Linked DNA regions of Mus musculus: region 1 is linked to region 2. Evidence: chromatin contacts called from public Hi-C data. All regions are on one chromosome and are shown on one strand. Each heading gives the region's core, a stretch centred on a gene start, on an enhancer-like site or on the middle of the called end of the contact. The rest is flanking DNA. Distances are from core to core; before and after follow the strand shown.

Evidence for each region. Hi-C and Micro-C count contacts between places; a contact is called where the count stands out from the background.
Region 1: a Hi-C map of uterus shows a contact between it and region 2, with 2.3 times the contacts expected there. The contact joins two enhancer-like sites. A contact is called at or near these places in 3 of 39 promoter capture datasets (cranial neural crest, hippocampal neurons and second pharyngeal arch cranial neural crest), 4 of 484 Hi-C or Micro-C datasets (all in uterus) and 1 of 9 other capture datasets (embryonic tail).

The regions. Positions count from the first base shown.
Region 1 is chr6:117,403,724-117,408,875 of GRCm38.p6, forward strand. No RefSeq gene overlaps it. Among named protein-coding and RNA genes, the nearest start is that of 6820426E19Rik, 89 kb to the right of the region's middle. Within about 2 kb of position 3,883, at least 28 of the 459 cell types and tissues checked have an H3K27ac peak or open chromatin away from gene starts, as enhancers often do. A contact at or near this core is called in uterus, where this site is marked.
Region 2 is chr6:116,766,427-116,772,004 of GRCm38.p6, forward strand. It overlaps Gm36788 (a long non-coding RNA gene), which reads right to left. Exons shown (of 4, transcript XR_377977.3): 4 at 5,287-5,578. Among named protein-coding and RNA genes, the nearest start is that of Gm36788, 6.0 kb to the right of the region's middle. Within about 2 kb of position 1,470, at least 14 of the 459 cell types and tissues checked have an H3K27ac peak or open chromatin away from gene starts, as enhancers often do. A contact at or near this core is called in uterus, where this site is marked.

The DNA of each region.
Region 1 (5,152 bases), core at 2,633-5,132, 640 kb after region 2:
CCCCTTAAACACAAGGCACCACAGACACTCATAGAGTGAGGTTCAGCCTGGCGAGTCTGGTAAGGAGACCAAGATCCTACAGTAGCCTTTTAATTGTATGTTCAAGGCATCATGAAAACTGATGTCTCCCCTATGTTTGGTGGTGTTCAGTTCATCAACTGCTGCTATTCCTATATGACAGGTTGTGGACCCCAAAATGATGCTTGGCTTTCAGTCTTTGGCCACTTTGGGATTCTGGGTTTTGACTCTGACTGGTCCCAGATCTGAAGTTTTAGTTTCAACTCTGGGTTCGGACTCCAAATAGTCCCAGATGGGTGCCGAGAGTGTAGTAGTGATGGGCTAGTGTGGGGGGTGGCGGTCGTGACTCTGGAGATCTCTTAAGTAGGGTTCTGGGTTCAGTGCCAGGGAGAATGGCAGAATAAGAACTAGGGTTTTCTTTGTCTGGCCTTGATGGTTATAAATTCCAAGGGAATGATGATGATCTAAGAGGTGGGTAGTGGAGGAAGGGCTAGGGTGTCTTAGAGAGGAGGCATAGGGATAGGAATAAGAGCACAGGTAGCCTGCCTTTCTGTGAGTACGAACTGATAGCATCATTGTAAAGCATCTAGTGATGGGGCAGCCCCTTAATAAGTCCTAGCTCTGGATCTCTCGCCTTTGCTGAATGCACCACAGTAAAATGCATATGTGCACATAGTGTAGATGGAGTTAATATAAAGTAACAGTGAGATATATGTACATTATGGAGATGTATGGATTGAATACACTCATATTCAGTTGGTGTAAGTACCACAGAGGCATGCCAAGGCTACAGTCGATTTGCTGAGACTCTTAGACTTCCAAACTAGTAAAAAACAAGGCATCCCAGGGGGCAGCTAGTGTCTGTGTGGAGGTATCAAGTGGGTCATTCCAGTAATAGTGTAGGGACATAATGAACCTTTTGAGGTAAAGCTCTAAAGCTGACACGAGACCTTCCAAACCAAATCTAAAGGGCAGGTGCTAGCAGGGTATAGCTCAATGTGTGACCAAGGATTCCTATGAGCCAGCAGGATTTTCAAACTGGGGAACCAGCATGAGGTCAAAATAACCCAGGGTCCATTCCAGAAGGTCAACTGCATGTCCTCGTTTGCCCTACACAGGACCAGTTTAGGTACGTGCTAGCACAATCATGTTCAAAACTGCGGCCTTTTTGGTTTGGAAGAGATTGTGCCTGCCCAGAGGCAAATGCAGGTTTGTCTGGCCCCCTGTCTCAGGTACCTTAGGACATCGTTGGTCCTCATGGTGATAGTTATGGCAAGTCTGTGTGGACAAAGCAAGGGCTACAGGTCTACAAGGTGTATGGCCCCTGTTGAATGAAAATTGCTGGGAATTTTTATCTTGATATTCAAAGGGTAGACAAAGAGACGTATTTGTTTTTTTCTATGGATCTTACTTGGCACCCATCGTGGGTACCCTGGCTGAGACCTTGCCCCCAGAACCACTCAAGGTCTTCGACTTTTCTGTTTATTTGTCTTTTTAAGGTTGGAATGCCCCCAGAAGAATGGCCTGACTTTTCTCATTCTTGTGAGTTTTTTTTCCCTCTGTGTTTCTTCTTCCATGTGGCCCAGCCACGTTGGCACAGTGACACAGTAGGGTTACCCTGTGGGACCTGCTCTGGACAAAGCCCAAGCAGCTAGAAACTGTGCGCAATCATGGCTTTCCCATGGCTCAGGTAAGTGCCCATATCCTGAATACCCTTTTCCTTCTTTTGTTGTTGGGGAAAAAAAAAGCCCTTAACAAAATAATAGCAAATAAAGTTCAGCAACATATGGTAAAAGAAAATATACCAAGTGAGTTATCCCAGGGAAACAGGGCTAGCCCGGCACTGAAAAATCAATCCATTTAATCCACCGTACTAAATGCAAGGGGAAAAGCCACATCCATTGAGTTAATGGATACAAAAGAAGCATTTTAAAAAAAATCAATTTTGTCTGTGAAGTAGTGTAATAATGGTACCTGTGTATAGTGTTCTTGTATGACTGTAAATAGTTAACAGTGTGGTAACAGTACCCGTGTGTAGGCTTCTGATATGACTGTAAATAATTAACAAAATACTGCAGAACACTGCTGTACTGGTCAACTCTTATTGGTATAATGAAATACCCAAAGCAGGCTAACTTTATAAAGAAAAGATGTTTATTGGGCTTGTAGGCTCAAGTGCACAGTGTTGGCCTTCTGATTCCCCAATCAGTGCACAGATGGCGTCACATAACCAGACACAGAGAACATATGTGCCTCTTTCCCTCCTCTTAGAAAGCCATCAGGGTACAAAAACTGTGGGCTCTCTCCTAACGAACTCGTCTAATCTAATCATTTCCCAGCGGCCCTACCACTAATCTCATAGCTGGATTATATTTCTAACCTCAAGGCCATTAACATAAGACTTTGGAGATTACATTCCTGCACAAGCCAGAAGGAACATACCCTATCCAAACCGCAGCGAGTGCACTGCCACGTGAGAGGCCAAGTATCAGTGCTATTGTGGGCTGGAACTCCGATTATTTCATGACAGACGACCTAGGGACTGAAGTCTTCTCCCTGGGTCTGCTCCTAGGAAAGCCAGCCTGGCATGGTGACAGTGTGCATACGATCTCCATGCAGAGGACGTAGAGATGGGAGGAGCCCTGAAACTGGCTGGCTCCAAGCCTAAGCCTCATGGGTGAGCCCCAGGTCAGAGTGAGAGACCTTGTCTCAAAATACAAGACTGACAGACCCTGAGGAGGAAAGACATCCAAGGTGGTCCTATGGCGTCCACGTATGGGCATGCACATGCATTGCATCACATGTGCACCTATCTATACATGTGAATGCAGACACCTGCACACACACACACACACACACACACACACACACTTCCTTACTCATACACGCTAGTGGCACCAATAAAATGAAGTGGTCACAGTGAAGGTGCTGGGAGATGTAATTGAACTCTCATATGCAAATTTACCTTCTATGGAGATTTTGCACTTCGACACTGTAGATAATCATAGGAGGCCATCGCTGTGTCAATCAACAACTTCTCTTGAGGTCGAGCTGGGGTGTGCTCACCTTCCTTCCCTCTGTGGTTGTGGCCTCGATCATAATCTAAAGTGACATTTCCAGGCTTCTGCTCCACTGATTCCCACCAACTGTGGTTGCCTGCTTCTCTCAACCGCCTTCAACTTCTTCCTCTAAGGCTTCGCCTCTCCTTCCTACCCGCCTATCACATAGCCTTTTCCACATTAAAATTCCGCCCAACTCCGGGCAATTAGGGTAACTCGGCAGAGCCTTTGGAATCCTCTGTTTAAAAAGGCCACACTTCATGTTCCTTCCACATCCATTTAAGTGGAACCTACAGAGGCCAGCACAGGGCCAATCACTGAAGAAAACTACCTTTTGTTATTTTATGTAAGGAAGAAATTTAAAAATTCAGCTTGCAAAAAGAGCGACCCAAACCCCTACTTTCTTCCCTTAAACCTCTCTCCATGTTTATTGCCCACCATAAATTTCTTTAAAAAGGCAACCGATGCAGTAAAACCGTCACAACAAAGCTGAAACAAGTACGCAAGCCCAGGCAGAGGCCAGATTTATGGTCAGAAATATGGAGTGTGTCTCAGCGGGGGCAGGTCATGAAATAGTATGAGCTAATATTGGGGGTGTGAAAACAGGCATTGTTGTTTGGTTAACGAAAGTCACACAATTAAGCAATTCTCAAAAATCAATTAGCCATATGCTGTAAGTAGGATGACATGTTTTTATAACTTCTCCCTGGATGTTTTATTGCCAGAGGATGCTCATGTGGGCATTGGAACAAGAAAATAAAACACCAGCCGGAGAGTCAAAGTGCAGAACTCCAGCCATGATTAATTAAGAGTCCGATCTGGAAAGCCCGGGGTCGCTGAGCAGGCAGCAGGCCTTGGAAGACTGCTCTCCCGGTGCCCACATTCTGTTGCAAAAGTCTCCCCCGCTCCCGCCCTCGCCCCCATTTCTCTTTGTTTTCTCTGTTCTTTTTAATTTAGCACAGATACAGCTGTGAAAACTGCATATTCCATTTGAACTCCATATTGATGCTTCTAGCCGGAAGGTTCCAAGGAGACGTCATTTTAAAAGCTTTTCATGGAAAGTGAGAGGCACATTTCTCAGGGTGAATTCCTGGTGGTGGACTAGTGTTAAGGAATGCTTTTGTCTTTCTGCAATTCAGAGAAGCAGCAGACCTGTCCTCTCTAGTTTTTGAGCTGGCAAAGAAATAGTCATGGGGAGGGTTGTCAAATGGTACTAGAGAACGCGAAGCAGGCGCCATGTTTTGAACAGCTGCAAATTCTCCTGCTTCCTGTATTCACCAGCGAAAGGTAGGATTTCTTTTCCTACACTGTGGATCTTGGCTGGCCTAACACTTAAATCAACAATGCGGGGTACACTTGGCAGGTGCCTAACTCTGTACCAGACCCTCTGCTCTCCACTGAAGGTTCCACTTTCATTTCTGGAGTCCTGCAACCACTGTGTAGACAAGGCTAGGTCACCTGCTGGGTTACAGGAAGCCTGTGGCCCACTCTTCCCTGTTTATGCCTCTGCCAAAATGAAAACAATCTCCAGACAAGTTAAAAGGGCCACCCAGACTGGAGGAACCCCCCTCTCAGCTCATCACAGACACAAGCCAGTCCAGCCTCCATCCACGCAGCCTGAACATCCATTGAACAACAGGCTTGTCCAGCTGCCCACAGACAGCGAGCAAACACCCACAGTGTTTTATCAGCTAGGAAGCTACCAGGTAAAGGAGACGGTAGAACAAGCAGCCCAGAAGATTACAGCAAGCTTCAAATGATCTTGCCCAGCCAGACCTGAACTGCATTGCACACCGCGTGTGAAAGCATAGTGGTCTACCTCATTTTCACATTTAAAAATATCGGGGTGACTCTGCGCTGAGTAGGCCTGCAGAAGGTTGTTGGCCCTTGCCCTTGCTCTGTTGCCAGCTGTGTGACTTGACATCTCTGAGCCTCAGGTTCTCCTTCCAAAATTCAGCTTAATAACTGAATGCTGGGTTTCTCAAGGTAGGCTTCCTGGACCCATGACGGCAGCCTCTCTTGTCAGCCTCTGACCTCCAACTTGTTCCTTCTGATCTGGAAACATGGAGTCTCTA
Region 2 (5,578 bases), core at 220-2,719:
GTTTGTTGTTTGTTTGTTTGAGACACAATCTCTCTATGCAGACTTGACTGTCCTGGAACACACTCTGTAGACCAGGATGGCCTTGAACTCACAGAGATCCTCCTGCCTCTGTCTCCTGAGGACTAGGATAAAAGGTGTCCCCCCCCCCCATGCCCTGTGGTTTGTCAATTTTATTGACTGTCTAAAAATTTTTTCCAGGTCATAATTTTTTGTTTTCCTGTCTTCTACTGTAGTAATGTATTATCTTATTTTGCTTCTTCTTTCCCTTCTGTTTCTTCTATATCTAATTTAATGTTCTTTGTCTTGGTTTCTAAAAGGGAAGTTGAAGTCATAGACTGGTCTGAAGTCATGAGAGCATTCTTGCTTTTTAACTTAATTTGGGGTTGTAGATTTCTTTCCAAGATTTGTTTCCCACCCAATTGTGTTATGCTGTGCATTGGCAGTCAGTTCACTGGGCTTCTGTCTCATCTTGCCTGTTGGAAGGCACAGACACTTTTTATTGGGTGTTATACATTATTACTTTTTTTTCTTATTTTGTGGTGACTGTTTTTGTATCCTTGCATATACCTCTGAGCTTGCTGTTGAGCTTCACTCTCATCCTGGCTACAGACAAGATGGCTCTATCTAGGTTCTGCCTGTATGAGTTCTTAGGGAATCAGTTCTCAACCTCTGGGTCGTGACCCACTTTCACAGTGACCCCATTCACAGGGGTCGCATATCAGATATTTACATCATGATCATAACAGTAGCACAATTATAGTTATGAAGTAACAACAACATGAGGAACTGTATTAAAGGGTTAGAGCATTAGGAAGGTTGAGAACCACCGCCTTAGGGGACCTGCGTTTTACTGTAACTACTAACGGCCTTGCCTGAAACGAGGGTTTCTGATGGTTCAGTGACCCTGCTAGTGGCCAGGACCTGCCCTGGCTTTCTGTGTCTCTTTCCCTCCAGTCCTCTCCAGTGGCTCTCCTGGTCATCTCCTCATTTGCATCTATGGATCGTTCTGGGGCTTACAGGAGCTTCTGCATCTCCAGTGCATGCAATGCTCCCTCTGTCCAGGTTCCTAGCCTGGGCTTAGGTGGGCGCTCTGACTTGCGCAGCCATATGCTTCCTCAGTCACACTTTCAAAGGCATGGCCTGGATCCTCTCCGGTCAGTGACGTGGATCAATCACGCGGCTCTTTGTCTGTGCTACTTTTCAAAACTTCTTTCGTCAGCAATTCATTTTCCCCCCTTTTGTTATTTCATATGGGCAGGTCCCGTTAACCTCATCTTGACTATTTCATCTAATTACAGTCTTACAGATAACAGGGGATGTTATTTTTCCTACTGTACAAAGAAGGAGCACTCCACTTGGGTAACTAATTCCTTAGGATCTAGGTCTGGAATGTCGAGGCACCGGTGAAGAACCGGGCTTTGGTCAACTTTTGAGCTAGGGCCGCAGGATCTGTGGCGGCAGCAGTGTCCACTAGGGGGCGGCAGAGGCCCGGCGTGCTCTGGTTCATCCTTGGGCTTTCCCTTTGCTTCCTCCCTCTAATGCTAATTCTTGCAAGTTCCTTACAACCCTGGCGACTTCTAAGCTTATCCCGGTTGCTCCACAGCTTTGCTTCTTGGACTGTGGGATGAGACACTCCTCACAGCTTTTCGTTGCAAGTAAACAGAGAACAGAAGTCACAGCAACTTGGAAATAAAGATGTGCAAAGACTGGCTGGATTTGGACGGTCACTAGTTTTCTGGCTGTCTTCTCTACAGTTTGGCTTTGTTTTCAGACTCTTTTCCCACTTAGTCAACCAGCTGCCTGCTGCTGTTCTAGCCTCACATCAAACAATGCAGAAAAAGTGAGATCTTCTTAGGCCACCCATAAGTCTTGGCTCTACTTGATGGGATCAAATGTGGGGTACACAGGTTTCCTCCAAACCCTGACAACAGCGGCCTACCGAAGCAAGGACTGGCTTGGGTCAAGTATGTTTCGCAGTCAATGTCTGTGCTAAACAGGCTGAGAGTCTGCACTTATCTCAAGCTAGTAAGAGCCGACCTTAGGAGCTGGGGTGCAGGCCAACCCCTTGAAAGCACACCAACGCATGCTGTAAGAGCAGCTGAGGCATGTTGGTAAGCATTTATAGATATTCATAATGGGAGAGTCCACAGGGCCAGGATCAGACCCAAGGCCCTAACAAGTGTTCTCTGTGTGAGCTGCTACCTAAGGGCTCCCTGCAGACTCAAAAGCAGCTCACAGCCACAGAGGGTTTGTAGCTCCTGCCCTGAGAAGCCAGTGAGGTGAGGGCTGGGATCTGACCTATTTATAGTCTGGTTCCTTTGCTGTCTCAGAATAGAGTAACCACCAGGCATAATGCTAAGATTGAGTAAGTATCTAAAGGTCTTCAGAGAACGCACTGCTTACTTAGAAGGGAGGAATGTCAGTAGATACAGCACGGAACTAAGAGAGCCTGTGGGAGCTACGCATGTACATGAGGCTAAAGGTGCACACAGTGACAGCATTTCCTTTAGCTTGTGGAGGCCAATCTGTGCCTTAGAGAGAGCATCTTCATGATTTGATGGATCAGGGAAATGAGCCATGGGAAGAAGGGATGGACCTGGCAGGAGTTGGAGGAAACGGGAACCAAATACCAGTAAACTTAGAAGTCCAGGGCTCATCACTTCCTTTGTCTCCAAAACACATATAGTTTGTTGATGTTACTTGATAGTTTCAAATCCTAACATCCTGAAATGGGATGTGGGGTGGAAAGCACAAACAAAACAAAACAATGAGCCACACCTGCCTCTGATGAAGGTGTTAGATACTCGGTCCCCAGGCACAGGCTGCAGAAGACAGCTGCGGGTGTCAGGTGTGTGCAGGAAAGCTATATCTCCCTCCACATTCCCCGTAACTTGTACACATTGAGTAGGGTTTCAAACCCGGCTGCCTTGGCAGTGAGATGGTTCTTTGGCTCCTCAGCACTCCAGATTTGTGACATCAGAAAGGTAGACTGGTTTTTCTGCTCTTGAAAAAAAAAGAAGGGTTGTTTCTCTAGCTGAGGGAGAGATAGACACATGGGTAGCTGGCATAAGTTTCTACGTTGGCAGGGTGATGAACTTAACAACTGGCTTCTCATGAGAACCCCTGCAGTGCAAATGCGCACCATCCACTACCTGCAGCGATCAGCTCTCCGTGTTTCTTCTGGGCATTGCCTTCTTCTTGGCGCAGCCTTTTATCAGGGACAAGGACTGACCCTCAAGGGGCAAAGCACAGTCAAAGCCACTTGTATTATTTACCTAGACGTTGGCAGGACCACATGTCATTTTTCTGGGGGTGGGGGTGGGGGGAGGAAGGAAGGAAGGAAGAGAGAAAGGAAGGAAGGAAGGGTTTATTTTGGTTCCTGATTTAGAGATTTCAGTCCTCCGGTGTCAGGCCCGATGCACTCGCAGGACATCATGTCAGCAGGACTGTGTGCCTGGAGAACAGCGGGTCATGTTGTGGTGCACCAAGGGGTAGGGAGAATGGGAAGGAGCCATTTATAACCTTCAAACGCTCTTCTACTGAGGGTCTAGTGAATGCCCTTATCAGTCACACCCTTCTAGAGGCCTCAAGCTTTGAAACAAGCGTTTAAAACACAAGCCTGTTGGGCCATTTTAGACTTGAACCGTGGTACCATTCGGGCCTTGGTGGAATGAATGCAGTTGCCTGGGGTCACTTGGGGCCTGATACATGGGCACCATTCCTGGTCATACTCTGGATTCCACTGGGGTCCTATTCAGTTCAGAATCATCCTGAATACAAATTCTTGATTCAACTTAACGAGTTAAACTTTATACAGCTGATCTGTTGTATCTCCGAATTCTTTATCCATTGATGGTGTCAACTGCAGGCTGAAAATATTTGGGAAACAAACGTACCGAGCATGTGTAGACTCTCTCCCTTATTATTTTGTGAATGATGGACTATAATAGCTGTAACCTAGCATTTGCATTAGATTAAGGGTTGGAAGTTATCTAGAGGTGCCGTGATGCATGTGGGAGAATCCCTTAGGATATCTGAAAACAAGGCGCCACTTTGTAGGGTAGACATGAGCTTATCCAGGGGTCTGTACCCCTGCACATCCTCGAGTGGTTCTCTCATGGATGCCAAGGGGGACTGAATGCCTTTCCTTCTACAGCCATGGTATTGTGCTCTTAAACACTTTCTAACATTTTGTTCTGACTCACTTATGTAAAACTACACAATACTGAGTTACAGGAGGGCACTCCCATGTAAGCATGCAATGTGCTTGGGGCATGTCTCCCTGCACAGCCCCCTAGCCCCCTTTTTTTTCTCTCTCTTCCCATTGCCTTTTTTGTTGTTGTTGTCATAGAAAACTTTAGTTCCACTTTGATATCTTATTATTGTATGTATCTGTATGAAATCTAGAAATCACACATGAGCAAAAACATAATATTTGCTTAAAGCTGAATTGTTACACTTGATAGGATCATCTTCAGTGAGTTCACTTTTTTATTTTTATTTGCAAATGACACAACGTCATTCCTCTTTAGAGCTAAAACGATTCCAGTGTGTGTACCACCTTTTCCTTAACCTTTCCTCTGTTGTTCGACACCAAGGCTGGCTCCACAGTTCAGCTATTGTGGCCACAGCTGCAGCAAATATCGATGTGCACGTGTTTTGGTGGTGTGCTCACTTGAAGTCCTTTGGGTAGAGCCGGGTCACATGGCAGGTCCATTTTTAGTTTTTTGAGAAACCTCTGTGCAGATTTCCATAGTGACTGGACTATTTACATCTCACTGGCAGCAGGCGTCCTCGCCAGCATTTGTTAGTTGTTTTCTTAATGACTTCCATCCCGAGGAGGACGAGATCCTAGTAGGCTCCCAATTTGCATTTCTCTGCTAGCAATTGTCTGTTTTATTTTTATTTAATTTTTTATATTTTTTTGAGGACTGCCCATTCATTTTCTGAGCCCATCTGTTTACTGAGTTGTTTGATAATAGTATTTAGGTTTTTGATACCTTTATTGATATTAATATTCTCTCAGCTACATAGCTAGCCAAGGTTTGCTCCCATACTACAGGCTGCCTCTCTACTGAATTGTGCCCTTCACCGTGCAGAAGCTTTGTAATTTCATGAAGTTCCATTTATTAATTATTGGCATTATTTCCCCAACGACCCTAATGTAAAACATAAAACTCTGCAATTCTTAGAGGAAAAAGTAATGAAACAGCTCACGATAAATTGAGTTTTATGTTGTATGTTTAAGATCTTTGACCCATTTGGAGTTTATTTGGTACAGGGTAAGAGATAGCAATCTAGTTTCATTCTTCTGTATGTGGAAATCCAGTTTATGCAAAATTGTACTGTGGTCCCTGTGAGGTCCCATGATGCACAAAACAGACATAATTATGTTCATAGAACTCTATGTTATTTAGAAAGATTAATCCACAAAGTGTAGGGGGCAGAATCCAGGAGAGTAGCTTGGTTGTGAAGTGAGGAAAGACTTCCAAGAGAAAGGTTCTGATTCTTAAGGTGGAAATATTGGGCCCCTGTAGTGAGGGGCGAGCTACTGTGAACAGATACCTGCAGAAGGGTG